Linked DNA regions of Sus scrofa: region 1 is linked to region 2. Evidence: chromatin contacts called from public Hi-C data. All regions are on one chromosome and are shown on one strand. Each heading gives the region's core, a stretch centred on a gene start, on an enhancer-like site or on the middle of the called end of the contact. The rest is flanking DNA. Distances are from core to core; before and after follow the strand shown. Region 1 holds the start of C4H8orf88. Region 2 holds the start of OTUD6B (OTU domain-containing protein 6B).

Evidence for each region. Hi-C and Micro-C count contacts between places; a contact is called where the count stands out from the background.
Region 1: a contact with region 2 is called in a Hi-C map of skeletal muscle, with 1.9 times the contacts expected there. The contact joins the promoter of C4H8orf88 here to the promoter of OTUD6B in region 2. A contact is called at or near these places in 3 of 47 Hi-C or Micro-C datasets (embryonic fibroblasts, epiblast stem cells and skeletal muscle).

Annotation. Positions count from the first base shown.
Region 1 is chr4:45,921,041-45,925,739 of Sscrofa11.1, forward strand. It overlaps C4H8orf88, which reads left to right and starts at 2,433. Exons shown (of 6, transcript XM_021089133.1): 1 at 2,433-2,578.
Region 2 is chr4:45,790,947-45,796,275 of Sscrofa11.1, forward strand. It overlaps OTUD6B (OTU domain-containing protein 6B), which reads right to left and starts at 2,324. Exons shown (of 8, transcript XM_003125574.4): 1 at 2,229-2,324; 2 at 2,134-2,227; 3 at 1,434-1,585. The coding sequence starts at 2,309. It overlaps LOC100516731 (a long non-coding RNA gene), which reads left to right and starts at 2,491. Exons shown (of 3, transcript XR_115866.4): 1 at 2,491-2,709; 2 at 2,823-5,329.

The sequences.
Region 1 (4,699 bases), core at 1,183-3,682, 130 kb after region 2:
TGTGTATATGGTATATATTTTCTGTGTATGCATATAAAATAGCTGTTTGAATACCTTAACTTGAACATCCCATTTTAATAGAATGTTTACAAATCCCATTCTGAACTCATCATGTAACAGCAAAGAGAAAAAAATCTGACTCCATATTAGATCTGTTCCTTTTTACTTCGTTTTTTCTTGTTGTTTTTGTTGCCTGTGCTTAGTCATGCTGGCTCTTCACATTTTGTAAAAGAATGTTGCCTATTGCCTGAAATATACAGGATAGCTTATTCACAAGGCTCTGACCTTTAAGAGTCCATTCATATAGAGATAAAAAGTTGCAGGACAGAAAATAACATTTGTTTTGTTGTAGGTTTACAGGAGCATTGTGACCTGACAATGACCTGCTGCACAGTTGCTAGAACAACAACAACAACAACAAAACAGAGGCTAAGAAGTTTGCAACAACTAACTACACCCGTCCCTAATCTTGCCTTTAAAAAGTCTTCTTAGGTGTTCCCATATTGGCAAAGTGGAAACAAATCTGACTAGAAAACATGAGGTTGCAGGTTCAATCCCTGGCCTCGCTCAGTGGGTTAAAAATCTGGCATTGCTGTGAGCTGTGGTGTAGGTCTCAGACGAGGCTCAGAGCCTTCATTGCTGCAGCTATGGCATAGGTTGGCAGCTGTAGCTCTGACTTGACCCCTAGCCTGGGAATCTCCATATGCCATGAGTGCAGCCCTAAAAAACAAAAAGTAAGAAAATAAATTAATAAATAATAAAAATAAAAAGGCTTCTTAGGCATAAGCCAACCATTTCCTGGCACAGCCCTGCAATAAACCTTTTTTCTATTCCCAACCCTGATTTTCAGTATTGCTTGGCCTCACTGTGTGTCAGGCACACAGACTTGCATCTGGTAACAATCCTTTCCTCCTCAAACCAGTTCTGCCTCTTGTATTCCCTATCTTAATGTCATCACCAGCTATTCACTTGTTCACCCAATTCAGAAACCCCAAGAACCACACTAGATTCTCTTACTCATGTCTTTCAACCAATCTGTCACAAAACTATTGATTTCACTTCAGCAACATCTCTCAGATTTACTCCTTCTTCTTTATCAAACATTATTGTTGGAGCTATTACAAACACCTTCCAGGAAGCCTTATATATAAAATTTTTGTCCTTTTTTTTTGCCTTTTCTAGGGCTGCCTGCGGCATATGGAGGTTCCCAGGCTAGGGGTCTAATCGGAGCTGTAGCCACCAGCCTACACCACAGCTCACAGCAATGCTGGATCCTTAACCCACCGAGCAAGGCCAGGAATGGAACCCGCAACCTCATGGTTCCTCGTTGAATTCGTTAACCGCTGAGCCAGTAAGGGAACTCCCAGGAAGCCTTCTTATAGCTTGTTTAATATTGCTATATCTTACACTTGCCCTCCCCCAAATCTAACCTCCATAGCGCTACCAGAATGAGCCTTCAAATATTCAAAAAGTTATGAAAGATTCAAAGTTTGATTCATGTCCACTTCTGTTTTATTTCCCCACTGCTAGCTCCTCAACTCCAACTACTCCATACTAGACGAGTACACCCCCCACCCCGCCCCTTTCTGGACTTCTTTCTTGCCTTCTTCCCCCAGCCAATTGCAACAAACCATCACCTGCTCTGAAAACAGCTATGACATTCCCAGACTAAGGGTCAATTTAGATATTCTTTGTACTATGTTCCAAACTTAGATCTATTACTCTATCACAATGCTTACTTAGTACAGCCCACAGAATTGCCCACCAGCCCAGAGGCCCACCGAATTGTGAGGAACTGTCCTGTTTACCCGTGTTCTGTCCCCATGCCCCCTGGTATAGAGTTGGTTCCAAGAGAGACTCAAAAATAACAATGAAAAACCGAGTAAAAGAATAAAGGTGAAGATTAAAAATAGAGGATTCAGATTCAGACGAATTCGCTTCAACTCATTTTGTTCCTTTCAGTGCTGCAGTCTGTGTGAGACGCATCTCAAACCCCTTACTCCCAGAATCCTAGCCCCATTATAGACTCCTCGGGATGTTGGGGCCCGTGGCCGCTCAGACGCGGGAGGGGGCTCAGTCGTCAGCGCGCGGGAGGCCTCGCTCACAGACGGTGCCTGGAGCCCGCGCAGGCGGCTCCTCCCGCATCTCCCAGGCTCACAGGACCGCCGGCTGTCGGTCCCCAGGCTGTTCATAAGGGCGCGCTCCGTCCAGGTCGAGCCTGTCAGCACCTTGGAGAGGCCTCCCGCCTCCTCCTCCGCACGAGGCAGGGTCCTAGAAGCGCCGCGCCTTCCCGTCGCAACCAGCACGTCCCGGAAGCGCGCGCCGCGGGTTTAACGGTTCTGCTCCCGCCGGGCTGCGCCCGCGCTCGAGACCCGGAGCCCAAAGCACCGCCCTGCGCCCGCCCCTGCCCCTCTGAGCCGCCGTCGGCCCCGCCCCGCCCCCACCGTCGCTGCCACCAGGCTCTCGAGGGGAGGCGCGGCCCGAGCCGTTCCCGGACAGGCGGGGGGGCGCTGGGCCACCGCGTCTGGTCTGAGCACCGCGACGCTGCTGCCCCGAAGTCCTCCCGGATCTTGAGGCGGTAAGTGGCCGGGGAGGACGAAGCCCCACGGCGAGGAGAGAAGTCAGGCCCAGGGATTAGGAGGCGGGCCGGCGGCGTCTCCCCAGGCAGGAGCATGGGAAAAGTTGAGGTGACTGAGGGAAGCTCCGGGATCTGTGGGGACAAATCAGGCGGGGACCCCACAGGGTCCACAGGGTAGCTCTTAGAGTGCGAAGGGAGCAAGCGGGTCAGAAGGAAAGAGGTGAGGGCTGGGGTGGAAAACCCGGCGAAGGGCAAGTGGTTGAGGGAGTTAATCTGCTGAAGGGATGCTGATGAAACAAAACAAGCAAATAAAATGCCCCCCGAAGTAAGAGCACGTCGCCCTCAGTCCCAGGACCTGGTCCTAGGTAGTGGGATGGTTAGAAGACTGTCTCATTATTTTGGTGCATCAGTTTATTATTGAGATTACCGTGGTTTGTTTTTATTATTAATAAAATAAACATTAATTACATAAAATTATATACAGTAAGAAAACTCAGTAGGAAATCAAAAGGAAATCCAGTGGTTAATGAATGTTGAAGGTGTTCTGCACAACTTATAAGGATAGGCCTTTTTAAAAAAGTTGACATGTAACAGTATATTAGTTTCAGGTATACAAAATATTTGTATCAAAAGTTTTTTTATTGCCTTAAGAGTTTAGCAAAATTATTTAAAAAGAAAAACTGTAAAAGGACAGTTACATCAGTTATGACAACCACAAACACCCATAACCTGGACAGTTTTATCCCACCTAAGTGTTAAATTGCATGTATGTTGAATGGTGCTTCAAAAGAAAAATTTTTTTTTTTGGTCAGAGGTGTGAGATGGAAAATAAAATGGAACACTCTGGGCTTATAACTTTTTCATATTTTAGTTCTACTTTTTCATGAATATGGCACCCTTATTTGTGGAATATAAAATGTCTTTCATCACCTAAGTCTAACTAGTTTATCCTTTATTCTCCTTTATTTCCTGTATGTTATTTTTTATCTATCAGTTTATCAGTTTAGAGTTTTTTTACTTATAAGCAGCATTTGGCTTTAAGGGATCTTAACTTTGTAAAAAATATTTTGAAATTGAAAATTGAGATTAAATTCTATCTAGTATAATCCTATATGGGAAATAACACATGAAATAAATGAAGCATGGTCTTTCTCTTCTTTCAGCCTATTTCTTTACACCAAATATTCAGCAAGGTTTTATACATAAATGTTCTCTTTCATAATTATTATTTTTTCCAATAAACAGTGTCCACATGGAACAGTGGAGAGTCAGGTATCTTTTACTTATCCGACATACAGGTTTAGAGACGGGCATCAACTTTATAGTCAAAACCTCATTTCTACCAATTATTGTGTGAACTTGAACACGTCTCTTATTCTTCTGAGCTTCGGGTTTCTCATCTGTAAAGTAGTCACTTTTCTGATGGATTTTCTGCAACAGTTAATGGATGGCTCAAAATTAAATGTGATAATATATGTAAAGCAATTAATGTGTAGTAGGATCTCAAAAAATGGAGTTTTAAATAAAAAAGAATGGTGTATGTTGGGTAATGAAATTGTGCCCCAATTGGTCAGTGTATGTCTTACTATCTCTTGATACTATATTTTATAAAATTTTAGGTTAATTTATAATTTCAGAATTGATGGACTCTTAGAATTCATATTTAGTTTGATAAGATTTAAAAAAAAACCCTAAAATATAATTATTCTACATGTAGAATAGCAACTACACTTAGGTTTCCAGACTTGCAGAACAGTGTTCTGTTCATACCCCTAGGCCTTTTAAGGTGATTTGTTAAATATGTGTAAACTTGAAAAAAAAACCGCTTTATTCAGTAACCATTTCTCAGCATGTATTAATGGAATGAATTTTTGAGACATTGGGTCAAAACGTCCTTAAAAATATTTATACCACAAAACTATATATTTACATTTCAAAGACAACTCTATGACAGGCCCAGTGTTGTAAATGAGATTGTTTTTTTGCAACAGTTATTTCTAACACTTGATATCCTAAATGCCTATCCTAGGTAGCATCTATAGTTTTCAAAGGGAACTTTCGAAGCTCTACATTCAGTGAGTGAAGTAGACATTAGAGTTTAAGACTAAAGTTATTTTATGT
Region 2 (5,329 bases), core at 1,074-3,573:
TTAAAAAAAAAAAAAAAGATAATAGTTCAAAACAAAATGACAGTTTGTATCTTAACATTTGAACAATATGTAGCTTATCAAATATTTTTTTTGTCCTTAGAAACCTAGGAGATAAATCTCAAGTTTGAAAGGCCTGAGAAAGCAACAAAACTATCTCACCATTAGAAAAGATAGGGAGACAATTAGGAATACGCTGATTGTGACAACACAAACACCTGAAGCATTATGCCTTGTTACTTGGAAAGAGAATATGTTATAGGCACTGAAGGCCAGGATCTTGATGACTGCCTAAAAATTTAAGAAAATAAGACTATATTTATTATAACAACCACTGTAAATCAATACAGATAAGCTGTTTTCCCTGTTAGGAGCAGATCAAAAATGAATGGAATGAAATAAAATAAAATTTATTTATGGTAGATAAAATGTTGCATGTACATAGGAACTTTCTATCAAAAACAGGAGTGAGGTTATGAGGTCTAGGATCTTTGATATCTAAAACCCATGCAATAAACCAGATAAGATGGTAACAATTCAGTATTCACTTTCTGGAGTAAGACTGTTCTGATTTTGAACTCTGGCTTTGGTACTTAATAGCTGTTATAAAATCAGAACAAAGGTTTTAATCTGAGTCTGTCTCCCATTTGAAAAAGGGGGTTATCTACACTTACTTCAAAGGTAATACTTCATAGTGTGTTACTGTGGGAATTATATGAGATAACACATGTAACACGTTAAAGTGTATTGCAGACAATACATTGTGCATGGCTACGGTGATGAAATAAATATTAGCTAAAATGATGATAGTTAACAGACTCCAATTTAACCAAGAAACGTCAATACATTTCCATTCATTACAAATTGTTAATAAAGAACTTTTTTTTTTTACTACTTCTCTTGGAGCATATGGAAGTTCCCAGGCTAGAGGTAGAACTGGAGCTGCAGCTGCTGGCCTACACCACAGCCACAGTTAACACCTGATCCAAGCCACATCTGCAACCTCTCCTCCTTAAAAGGAGAGGTTGCTTAAAAAAAAAAATCAGTAATATTTATATCATATGAATGTGAAGAAATTTATGCTCAAGAAAGTTAAGCAGCTTACAATCCAATAACCAATTGCCCAGGTTACAATCCTATTTAATGTCAAGTCTAGAAGACTGGTCTTCCAACCTCCATTTGGTGAAGCTTCCTCTAGTCCATCTTATCAATCTGTTCATCTTTGGGGCAAGTGAACAGTTAAAGAAGTGGACTTTCTTTGCTGTCCTCCCTTAAAAAACACACTCATGTAAATCTGGTCAGAAAAATATCAGAAAGGTGATGCGAGAGATTTCTTTCCCTCCAATTTTGTGATTTATATATAAGTAAACGGTTTAAGAGAAGTGCACAATTGCTATCAAATGCTGTAGACAAAAAAGGAACATTACTTCACATACTTTACTCTCCTTAGAAGTCAGCTTCAATTGCTCCAGTTCCTTTCTATGTTTCTGTTCCATTTCTGCTTCTAACTTAGCAACATCTTCAGTGAGTTGCTTCCTCCTCTTTTTGTCATTCTTGGGAACAACATTCTTCATACTCTGAATTTTGGCTGGAAAGCCACGAAAATCATTAGATCAAAAACCCAGGGATTCAGAAGAAACAAGAAATAGTAACAATAAGAGGATGGTAAGAGAGGAGGGTTTAGAAGTAATTATAATAGCAAGAAGAGTAATTACATAATAGTTACAGAGAAGAGCCCAGAAAAATATGGACTGCCCCCCCAACCCCAAATAAAATCTAGTAACACAACCGTCAGTTTGGTGTGGTAGGAGTAAAAAGAAAAAAAAAAAGACTCAAGTTTTTAAATCTTTCAAGCATCCCTTCTGAGGAACTAGGGAAGGAATAGGAAATGGAGCTGGGAGAGGGCCCTGTGTCCAAGTTCGTAGTTTCCAGGTGTTTCCAGGCACCCGCACCAGGACGGTAGCGGACTTAAGAAGCAGCTTCCGAAGATCTGGGGGATTATGGGACCCAGGGGAGGCGGGAGGGAAGAAGTTACTGGTTACTCTGGAGAAGCCTCGGAAGATCCAGCTCCGGAACTGGCCCGCCACGCGCCCTTCCCTGGGCCCTGGCGTCTTCTAGGTTCCCATTCCCCGTCACCTTGCAACTCCTTCTTCTCTTTGCGATGCCTTCTCACCAGCTGCTCCTCCTCATCAAGCTCCTCGGTCAAGACTGCCTCCATGACGACCAGGTAAGCCCAGCACACGCGCGGGAAGAAACCAGCACGACCAGCTACAGAGCACCTTCCACCCTTCAACCCTCACCTTCGGCGCCATTGGCCGCAGCTGGGACCCAGCCCCGCCTTCAAGGCGGTACCGGATCTGAGCCGAGCCTTAGGAGCGAGGAGGAAGAATGGCGTACTAAGCATGCGCACCCCCGCGTGACGCGCTCTGATGGGACGGGGCGGGGCGGGGCGGGGCGGGGCGGCGGGGGTGGAGCGCAACGGTTTGTGGGGGTGTGGCTTAACCGACTGAAGTTTGCAGCCTGCAGTTGACCCCGTCGCTAGAGCGCTTTTGGCAGTAAAGCTACTGTTGCGTCTGCTGACCAGGCCGTGAAGCGCGCAAAGATGACGTTGTAGAAACCATTTTGGATGTTCTTTTTGTTTTGTTGGGTACCTCGGACCGTGTCCTTTAATCTTCGTTTTTGGTTCCATTACTAGGAAGTTCTTTTCAAAAGGTAAGAAGGAAAAATAAAAAAATTTCAGTGAAACTTTTAATAAGTATGAATGAGGATCTTTGTGCTGCGTAAATCAAACAGTAGGGAATTAAGTTCTGTTTATTATTTTCAAGGTTATAATACCGCAGTTCCGAAGAAAAACAGCTAAGTAATTGAGAAAATGCCGCCTCTTGAAACGCCTGTAGCGATGGAAACAGAAGAGATAATAAGGACTAAGTATCATAGAACACAGGAGTTTAAAGACCTAATCTCAGTGATAAAGAAGCTATTGTCAGAGCGTTTGAAAAGTATCAGGGAATTGAGATAACGGAAATGTGCAAGCCTGATGGGGCAGGAGATCGATTTACTTAAGTTAAGCCAAACGAGAAATTTTTACAGCATGCAGAAAAAAAGAAAAGAAATCAAGTAAAGCGAAGAGACACCTAGAGGGCCTGTCCAGGAGGTACAATCTTGGCATAATAGGAATACCTGAAACAGGACAAATCAAATGAAGCTGAAACTATAATTAAGGAACTAATCGTAGAAAAATCTACAGAGTTGAAGAAGGAACCAGATCTGCAAATGGAAAAATTAACAGGGTATCATTAAAATTTAATGAAAGCAACACCCTGACATATCCTGGTGATATTTTTAATTTGAAGGGATAAAGAAAAACTTCTACAAGTATCCAGAGAAAGCAAGTTTCTTTACATGGGTGAAAGTCAGGCTGACTTCACATTTTTCACTTGCAAGTCTTAAGTGCCAGAAAACAATGGAACAATGTCTTCAGAGTTTTAAGGAAAAATAATTTTGAAACAAGTATTATATACTCTGCCAAGTTATCATTTCTGTACCAAGGCAGCTGGAAGACATGAAGGGGTAAAGAAAATGTATCTTTTGAAGTTCCCCTTGTGGCTCATCAAGTAAGGCAAGAACCCATCAAGTAAGGCGTATCCCCAAGAATGCTGTTTGATCCCTGGCCCCACTCAGTGGATTAAGTAGCCAGTGTTGCCCTGAGCTGGGGTGCAGGCTGCAGCTCCTATCCATATTCCCTGGGTGCAGGCCTAAAAAATAAGAAATTGCATCTTTCAAGTACAATCCTTGACAAAGTTGCTAAATGATATTTAGCTAACAACATGAATTAAAATGCCTCGAGGAAGCAATTGTATGAGAAAGTTACCGGTAAATATTAAACTAGTTAAACAGCATTAAAGTCAAATTGTTACATAGAGTTACAAAACGAAATGCAAAAATAAATTTGTAAATCCTGTCTAAAATTTCAGTTTAGGTCCTTTTAAATTGTGAAAAGGCATGCCAAACATTTAATGAATAGTTTTATTTTTAGCATTATAATATAGATAAAGATATCCATGTTCCTAAGCTAAACAAGTAGATAACAGGACTTTGTCACTGTGGACAGAACCTGTAGAATAACGGTATATCAAATGTTAATCTGACAAAATAGGAAAACCTGTCAATCAAATTTGCTATTCCCTATTTTTAAATACCGAGGGTGGGGGGAATAGCAAATTTGTCTGTAATGTAATATTGGTAGTGTAAAAAAAATTCCCATATCACTGGTTGGGGGGCGGTAGTAGTTTAAAACCTTGTTTTATATACATCTTGCCTACAGAAAATCAGTACCTATTGCTTCATGTAGTAGCTCATTCTAGTAAATTTGAAAATGAGATAACAAATAAAAATAGAAAACATTCCAGTTTTTTGGATTGGAGAGGAGGTGGTGAAAAACAGCATTAAAGCATTGAAATTAGATTGACACAGGAATATAGCTAAGTTATTTCACTCATAAACTGGTTAAATATTCCTACCAAAAAGATTAAAATTGGATCAAAAATCAATCTCTAACCCTGGATACATTAGTATAAAACAAAGGATAAAAGAGTTTAAAGACAATGGAAACTATAAGTCATAGAAATGGATGTAGGGAGCAATATTTTTATTAGAACTCAAGCTTATAAAATATAAGTTCTTGTGATATTTAAGAAGCTTTATGTGGTAAATAAATGGCATTCATATGTAAAACAAATGTTCAGTACTTTGATGTGAGTGTTTTAATGATGTACACGTTATTGGACTCTGAGTTCATACTTATTAATCAAGTAAATGATGGAGTTCTCATCACGGCTCAGCAGAAATGAATCTGACTAGCATCCATGAGGACGCAGATTCGATCCCTGGCCTTGCTCAGCATTGCCGTGAGCTGTGTGTGGTGTGAGCTGTGGTGTAGGTCGCAGACATGGCTCAGATCTGGTTTTGCTGTGGCTGTGGCATAGGCCAGCGGCTATCCCTCCGTTTCCACCCCTCGCCTGGGAATCTCTATATGCAGCTCTGTGGCCCTAAAAAGACAAAAGACAAAAAATGAAAAGTTGAGATGGTTAAGGAGTTGTTAAATAGTTGAGGTGTGTGTGTATTTGCATTCTTTTCATATTGTACAGAAACATTTCTAAATTATTTAATACTAGGGTATGGGGAAAACTTAAATTTCTAGAAAGCACAAATGATCACATTGCAAAAAAGCCTACAAACTAAGTCTAAATGCTGAAGTCACACACTTTTTCAAATGCTCTTAGGTAACTTTTGGGTCAGAAAGGAAATTATTGGAGTTCCCATCATGGCTCAG